Linked DNA regions of Sus scrofa: region 2 is linked to region 1. The links are chromatin contacts, called in public Hi-C maps. All regions are on one chromosome and are shown on one strand. The core of a region is the stretch at or near the end of the contact, and the rest is flanking DNA. Distances in the headings are between cores, read along the strand shown.

Region 1 (4,097 bases), core at 1,196-3,695:
TATTTTAGAAGACCATCGAGTAAGTATTCATTTTGGAGTCTCTACTTTCCAAACGGCCCATTCGAGGAAATCCTGGGGTGTCCAAAGGTCCTGAGTTTGTCCTGCGGGAACGTTATGTCATAGTAACAAATGCTTAAGGATTAGTTTATTTCCAGCCCTGCAGAGGCTATAAATTGCTTCCTAAAATTTTGTTCTCCAGCACTGTGATGTTTATGTTGCTATGGTGGTGTGTCTCTTGCTTGGGTGTCGAGATTGCCATTGGAAATAGATGGGCCAAAATAACAGCTTAACAGGTGGCTGTGCTTTGTGATGTTGTTTATAAAACTACTTTATCAAGTCCAGTGCCAGTGATCACGCCACTGTGCCCTTTACTGTATTTTGTAGTTCAGCACATTTTTTTTCCTTAGCACATTCCTCCCGTTTCCTGTTAAAACTTTTCCCCCTTTTCAGGCAGCGCCAAGCTGATTTCCTCTCCACAAGGAAAGATTTCCGTTCATTGTATGTAGCAGTGGATGTCCTTTCCTTATTTTCTGTAATTGGAACCCTCCTTCTAAAAATAACCCTTCTTTTTTTAATGTGATTCTTTTTAAAGCTAATGTGCTCTTTATTTAAATAAGCCTCTTTTTAATGCACTGTTTACATATATATGTACATATACACATATATATGTATACATGTACATGTATGAATATATATTTCCATGCAAGGACTGTCCATAGTTGAATGCGATAGTAGAAATTGTTTCCATTGATCTGTCATTAAGCTCTCATTTGTTGCTTATGATCATTTTCTTTCTTTTTTTTTTTTTTGTCTTTTTGCTATTTCTTGGGCCGCTCCCGTGGCATATGGAGGTTCCCAGGCTAGGGGTCTAATCGGAGCTGTAGCCACCAGCCTACGCCAGAGCCACAGCAACGCGGGATCCGAGCCGCGTCTGCAACCTACACCACAGCTCACGGCAATGCCAGATCCTTAACCCACTGAGCAAGGGCAGGGACCGAACCCTCAACCTCATGGTTCCTAGTCGGATTCGTTAACCACTGCGCCATGACAGGAACTCCCATTTTCTTTCTTTTTAAAAATTTTTTATTAAAAAATTAAAAAAAATTTTTTTTAAATTTATTTTGGCTGCTCCTGTAGCATGCAGAAGCTCCCAAGCCAGGGCTCGAACCCACATCACTGCTGTGGCTCTGGTCACAGCAGTGACAATGCAGGATCCTTTATTGACTAGGCCACCAGGGAACTCCTTATGATCATTCCCTTTCTTTCTTTCCTTCCTTCTCTCTCTCTCTCTGTCTCTCACTTCCCTTCCCTTCCCATATGCTTACCTTGGTTGCATCTTCCTTCCTTCATTTTTTCCCACTTTTGGTCACCTTGTGGCATATGGAGCTCCAGGGCCAGGGATCAGATCCGAGTTAAGCCGCAGCTGCAGCAACCCTGGATTCTTAACCCACTTGCTGGCCGGGGATTGAACCTTTGTCCCAGTGCTCCCAAGATGCCCGCCAATCCCATTTTGCCACAGCAGGAGCTCTGATCCTTTTCTTCTTCTGAGATAAAATTGTAGAGAGAACATGAGTATTGAAACAGTTCAGCTTCCTACCCACTGTAAGAATCCTTTCTGTTGTCATCTTGCATGGCTCTCACCTTGCCTTTTAGCTTAAATACCAGCATGGCGGGGTGCTGGCTGTCTTGCGATAAGGCCTCTGTGATTGTCTACTTCGTTGTGAGAGAAGACTCTTTCTAATGTTTAGTTGATGTCTGCCTCTCTAGAACTTGTCATTTTCCCTTCTATAGTTACACAAACACAAGCCACTTCCCCATGCAGGCTCTTTAAAGAAAACTATAATATTTAAAGAAAACTATAATGTTGTCCTTTGATTTTCTATTCTGTTGGCGTAATATCCACAATCCCCTCGACAATTCACCTTAAGAAAGAGTTTCCCGAGTCCCTTCCCACCCCCATGGACGTGGATCTCCTCTGTTTTTGCCCTTTCAAAAATATTGAACGCCGTGCTCCAGAGCAAGGGTCAATAAACCTTTTCTGTAAAAGGCCAGATAGAACTATTTTAGAATTGCAGGCCGTAAGGTTGCAACAACTCTTGCAACAGCTCAGTTCTGACCTTGCATCACAAAAGCAGGCAGAGACGATATATACACGAACAGGCATGGCTGTGTTCTGATAAAATTTTATGTATAGACCTGGAAATTTGAATTTCATATCATTTGCGCATGTCATGAAATTTATTCTTTTGCTTTCTTTCAACCATTTAAAAACACAAAACCCATTTGTCGCTCGTGGGCCATACCAAAACAGGTGCGGGCCAGGTTTGGCTCAAGAATATCGGAGGGCCAGGGCTGAAAATATGGGAACTGTTACTTCAGCACCTCATGCCATGTTGCTGCGTTAGTGTTTAGCATTGTCATTTTTGGAAGCTGCAGCAAACTGCTGGCTGGGAAGGTGATCGGTTCACCCTGTTCTCATCCACGTGATCTCCTGGCAAAGCTAAGTCTCTCCATCCGGTGTCTGAGATCTATGAAAACAAGCAGCCTTATAGCAACAAGAGCCATTACCGTAGGACTTTGAAATGTAAATGTGATGAATGGTGTCTGCTGATTTCAAGTTTGACAAAATGTTTTTGATTCTTGCTTCTGTTATTTTCTGTGTGAGCTGCTCCTCTTAGCTTAGTGGCAGATGTGATAAGCGTGCCTTTCTGGCTTCATCCAACAACCTGCTGACTTTTTAGTCACATCCACATCATAAAATATAGGTCATAGCTGCTTACCTTGGTTGCAGAAACCGCTAAGCACTTGGGTATAGCGATGAAGCCCTTGGTTGTATTAATAAGCTTAAGAATGGATTGTTCTCCATTTTTCCTCATGAGTTTTCATTTTTTAAATTATTTATTTATTTATTTTTCTTTTTATGGCCACTCCTGAGGCATATAGAAGTTCCAGGCTAGGGGTTGAATCGGAGCTTCAGCTCACAGGTCTACACTGTAGCTTGTGGCAGCACCAGATCCTTGACCCACTGAGTGAGGCCAGGGATCAAACCCGAATCCTCATAGACACTATGTTGGGTTCTTAATCCACTGAGCCACAATAGGAACTCCAGTTTTAATTTTTTAAACAACGTTCTCATGAGATTTTTTTTTTTTTTTGTCTTTTTTGGGCCGTACCTGTTGCTTTTGGAGGTTCCCAGGTTAGGGGTCAAATCGGGAGCTGCAGCTGCCGGCCTACACCACAGCCACAGCAATGCCAGATCCAAGCCTCATCTGCGACCTACACCACAGCTCACGGCAATGCCAGATCCTTAACCCTCTGATGAAGGCCATCGAACCTGCGTCCTCGTGGATACTAGTCAGGTTCGTTTCTGCTGAGCCTGGGAACTCCTTTCATGAGATATTTTGTGAAACACTTTAACCAAGATTATAATTTACCATGCAGAGAAGAAAATTTAGTAAATGGCAAAGCCAATTTGTGTGTGTGTGTGTGAGTGCGTGTGTGTACAAACATTTAATGGAAATTGTGTATTTGTTTATGTGGGCATTCCCTTGTCTTTTTCACAAGACAGGAGAGAACACGGAGGGCCAACATTTCTGGAACACATAGTGTGCTGGGACCACTGTGTTAATTATCTCCTTTCATCTATGCAGTCATTCTCCAGGGTGGATCCTATCATCTTCATTTTACAGATGTCACATGACAGGATTTGCCAAAGGCATGCGGAGAGGCAATGGCAGAGTCGAATTCCAATCCATGGCACGTTGGCTACAAATTCCACTTGCTTTCTCCAATAACATCAGACTTTCCAGAGCCAAAAAGACGTTGACATTCCTTCATTATCAAGGAAAATGTATTAACTCAAATAGTTGATCCTAAAATGGATATGTGTTCCAGAATTAGTTGCTGGAAGGATACATTTTTGGAGTATATATCCCAGAAACTGTGGTATAACATAAAAATATTGACCTCTTTAATGGAAAGAGAGTGCTTGAGTTAAAACTGTTTGTATTTGCTGATCTTTGCTAAAAACTGGATGCATAGATATAATTTTAGATAACCTTACAGCTATTATAAATCTTGAGGGAAACCTTAATTGT
Region 2 (4,097 bases), core at 997-3,496, 180 kb after region 1:
TCCAAAGCAAAGGACTTTCCCAACTCTGTATGTTTAATCTTGTGCCAAGCCAGTGGCCCTACAAATAGCAGGTGTTTAGTTACATTGGACAAAGTCAAGAAGTGGTTCTTGGGTCAGAACATTCAGGGACTTTGACAGGTTTCTCCTGCTGCAAGGTTGGGGTCATGTACTTGACGAGTCCTACCGTGTCTCAAGGACAATCAGCGCCAGCCTTGAGAGACCGGGGAGTCGGAGCTGTTTTCAACAGACCTAGGATTGCTCGTGTTGATCATTATTCTAAACTGACTGTAAAGTCTTCTGGTTTAAAGACTGTCGCCTTGGCTGTTCCTTATTCTCTAGAGGTGTCATAAATTCTTATATTGTAGATATTCTTTCCTCTGGGTTTTCCTTACCCCCTTGGATCAGTTTTTTAAATGATAACAAGGAGTTCTCATGGCGGCTCAGCAGGCTACAAACCCGACTAGAATCTGTGAGGACACGGGTTCCATCCCTGTCCTCACTCAGTGGGTTAAGGATCCGGCATTACCTTGAGCTGTGGTGTGGGTGGCAGACGTAGCTCAGATCTGGCATGGCTGTGGCTGTGGCGTAGGCCAGCAGCTGCAACTCTGATTCAACACCTAACCTGGGAACTTCCATATGCCGCACGTGCAGCCCTAAAAAAAGCAAATATATAGAGAGATATATAGAGAGAGCTATTCTTAAATAATAATAACCAACACTTCTTGAGCACTTTTGTTCCAGGCACCACTCTATGTACTTTAGTGTATCAATCCATCAGTTCTCTTATAATCCTGAGATAAGAGCATTTTACATGTGAGTTAACTGGAAAAGAGAGAATACATATTACTTACCCATGGTCATACAGCTAGGTGGTGTGATTTGACCCCAAGCAGTCTGGCCACTCTCAGACTTCTTCAAATACCAAGGAGATACACAAAAATAAAACCACATCTAGTTGCATTGTAATGAAACTGCAGAGAATCAACAGTTTTTTTTTAAAGCTCTTAAAAGCTACCTCAAAGGAAAGACAGACCACATAAAAAGGGACAGCAAGAACCCTGAGTGTGGATTTCTGATTAGTAGCGATAGATGCAAGAAATTAGTGAGGGGATACTTTTGCAAAGTGAATCCAGGGAGGAGTTCCTGCTGTGGCTCAGTGTGTTAAGAATCCATCCAACTGTGGCATCTTGGGTCAAGGAGGTGGGAGGTGCAGTTTCGATCCCCAGCCCTGCACAGTGGGTTAAAGGAGCCAGCGTTACCACAGCAGAGTAGGTCAGCAGCTGAGGCTCGGATTCCCTGGCCCAGGAACTTCCATACGTCGCAGGTATGGCCATTTAAAAAAAAGTGAACCCAGGGAAAGACATGGGATACAAGGAAAAAATATGCACCCATTGATTGATAAAAAATACCATGAATTAACTCTTGACCGTCAAATACCGAGAGGAAGGAGCCAGCAGGTGAGTGAGAGTCTGAAAGTGGAAGAGGAAGGGCCTATTCCCAGAAGTCAGGGGGTGAGTGGTCTTCATGAACCCCTGAAATAGAAGGAGAGGGCAGGGCAGCTAAGGATATGTCTACAGAGAAAGGAAAGGGGTGGCCAAAAGTCACTGGCCTCCAGTTTCCAGTAACGTGAGAAGAAAGGTCATCTGCTGAAAGGGAAGGAGACGGGGAAAGGGCTTAAGAAGGATGGAGGTCAAAGATAACATGTTTGGGAAACTCCAGAAGAGGAAAAGAATTGCTTGAAAGGTTTGGCAGTCTGGTGATTTGGGAGATTTCAAAAGAGTTTGTGCCACCAGCCTCAGTATTGGTATCATTTTCCCAGCTGTGCTTTGCAGCCTGCATGTCAGCACAGAGGAAACGGTTGAATTGATTTGGGATTTGCTTTCAGGGTGGGTTCAGCAGAGTATGGAAAAGTGGAAGGAGAAGGGGAAGGTCGTTGTGAGCTCTGAGTCCATTAGAGGCTCTCGGGGATTGGGGAGCTCAGCCAGGTCAAGGAGGAGGGATCCTGGGAGTGAGAATGAGAGGACTGAGTCTGAGTTTGGGGAAAAAGTACCTAGAGTTTTCAGATTTCAGAAGTGGACTGATTCCAGGAGATTCAAAACCAGAGTGGGGCTTTGGGAATGGGGAGGAAGTGGGAAGGGGGTCGAATGGAGGTAAAGGTCATTGGAGGAGAAGTGGAAAAGGAATTAGGCGGTTGGGCGTGTGGCATTGCATGAGTTGTCCATGTGGACACTAAGACATGAGTTAGCTTAGTCATGGAGACATGGACATGAGTTAGAGTAAAGCAGAACCTGGACCATGGTCCATGGGGTTCTCTGAAGTGAGGACAGGGGTGTCCAGACGGGTGGTCTGTAACTAACACTGGTCAGCGTGAGCCTGGAAGGAGGAGGAGCCTGAAAAGTGCCAATTATTCCACCAGTGACCACTCACCTCCTGAAATTTTAATGTGATTTTGAATTTTCTCCCAAGGAGTCTTTAAAGTCATTTTCTGGAGTTCCCGTAGTGGCTCAGCAGTAACGAATCCGACTAGGAACCATGAGGTTACAGGTTCAATCCCTGCCCTCGCTCCATGGGTCAAAGATCTGGCGTTACCATGAACTGTGGTGTAGGTTGCAGACGTGGCTTGGATCCCACGTTGCTGTGGCTCTGGCGTAGGCTGGTGGCTACAGCTCCGATTGGACCCCTAACCTGAGAACCTCCATATGCTGTGGAGAGGCCGTAGAAAAGACAAAAAGACAAAAAAAAAAAAAAAAAATCATTTTCTGGAAGTGGATTGATTAGTGATTCAAATATGCTGCCTCTTCAGTACTGAGCTCTGTGTTCTAAGGGAGGACGCCTTCTTCTTCAGGCCGGTGACCTAGCTTATCACAGACATAGGCAGCCCATGGGGGCTGTGGTGTTTGCTTTGTGGCAGACCCTGAGCGACCTCTTGACTGGAGCCAGTGGGTTCATTTGGCCAATCTGAGCCCTAATCACAGAATTCAATAGTCCTCTCACACCTTTTGCCCAGGTTCCAAAGTCCAGAATCAGAGCCACTTGCTGACTTGGGCGGTGATGGGAGGGCCCCATCTAATGGCCCTTTTGCAAAGTACAGGTGGAGCAAGCAGGCTCTCAGATGCCCCTCTGATCTGCAAAAGGAAGGCAAAGAGGGTAGAGGGTAAACCAGCAGGCCCCAACTAGGAAGTCACTTCTTCGAGAGAGGGGAGCCGTAGGGATAATAGTAATAATAATAATAGTAGTGATGATAGTGTTGGGGGTAATGGCTAGTAATGGTGAGCGGAATAATAGGGGTATTTGCAGGACTGTTTACCTAACATGAGCCCAGCCTCCTGCTGACCTCGCTATAGCCATGACCTTGTTAAATCCATTCACACAGCTGTCATTATCCCCATTTTACAGCTGAGAACTTAGGCCTAATAAGAGCAAGTGGTTTGCCTACAATCAGAACAAGTGTCACCCTTAGGACTTGATTCTGAATTAGTTTATTTTTTTAATTTTTTAAAATTGTTTTGCTTTTTAGGGCTGTACCCACCGCATATGGAAGTTCCCAGGCTAGGGGTCGAGTCAGAGCTATAGCTGCCAGCCTACACCACAACCACAGCCCCAGCAACGTGTGATCCAAGCCACTGAGCCATGAAGGAAACTCCAATTCTGGGTTAGTTTAGCCTCAAAGCTCTCATGTACCAAATATGCTATATTTGGCTCTAAAAATAGAATTATAAAACTATATGTGGATCTGCTGCCTGGATTTTTTAAGCCTGGTTGAAGGTTTAAATTTTCATAATGTGGGGGGGAATTTCTTTTTTATAAAAATTTTTTTTCAGGAGTTCCTGTTGTGGCTCAGCGGTAATGAACCTGACTAGTATCCATGAGGATGTGAGTTCGATCCCTGGCCCCCCTCAGTGGGTTAAGGATCCAGAATTGCCAGTTGCAGACACGGCTCGGATCTGGCATTGCTGTGACTGTGGTGTAGGCCGGCAGCTGTAGCTCTGATTTGAACCCTAGCCTGGGAACCTATATGCTATGGGTGTGTCCCTAAAAAAATTTTTTTTTTCATAATGAAGAAAGGGAAATAGTCCCTCCCATGTTACAGAAGCAAT

Evidence for each region. A called contact is a pair of places that touch in the nucleus more often than the background predicts.
Region 2: a Hi-C map of liver shows a contact between it and region 1, with 6 times the contacts expected there. The contact joins two enhancer-like sites. A contact is called at or near these places in 1 of 5 promoter capture datasets (liver), 2 of 47 Hi-C or Micro-C datasets (both in liver) and 1 of 2 datasets of contacts at active chromatin or transcription factors (alveolar macrophages).

Annotation. Positions count from the first base shown.
Region 1 is chr12:13,758,821-13,762,917 of Sscrofa11.1, forward strand. All of the region lies in intron 1 of PITPNC1 (phosphatidylinositol transfer protein, cytoplasmic 1), which reads left to right. Among named protein-coding and RNA genes, the nearest start is that of PITPNC1, 19 kb to the left of the region's middle. Within about 2 kb of position 2,446, at least 5 of the 83 cell types and tissues checked have an H3K27ac peak or open chromatin away from gene starts, as enhancers often do. A contact at or near this core is called in alveolar macrophages and liver, where this site is marked.
Region 2 is chr12:13,939,070-13,943,166 of Sscrofa11.1, forward strand. The region is part of intron 5 of PITPNC1 (phosphatidylinositol transfer protein, cytoplasmic 1); the gene reads left to right. Among named protein-coding and RNA genes, the nearest start is that of NOL11, 95 kb to the right of the region's middle. Within about 2 kb of position 2,247, at least 7 of the 83 cell types and tissues checked have an H3K27ac peak or open chromatin away from gene starts, as enhancers often do. A contact at or near this core is called in alveolar macrophages and liver, where this site is marked.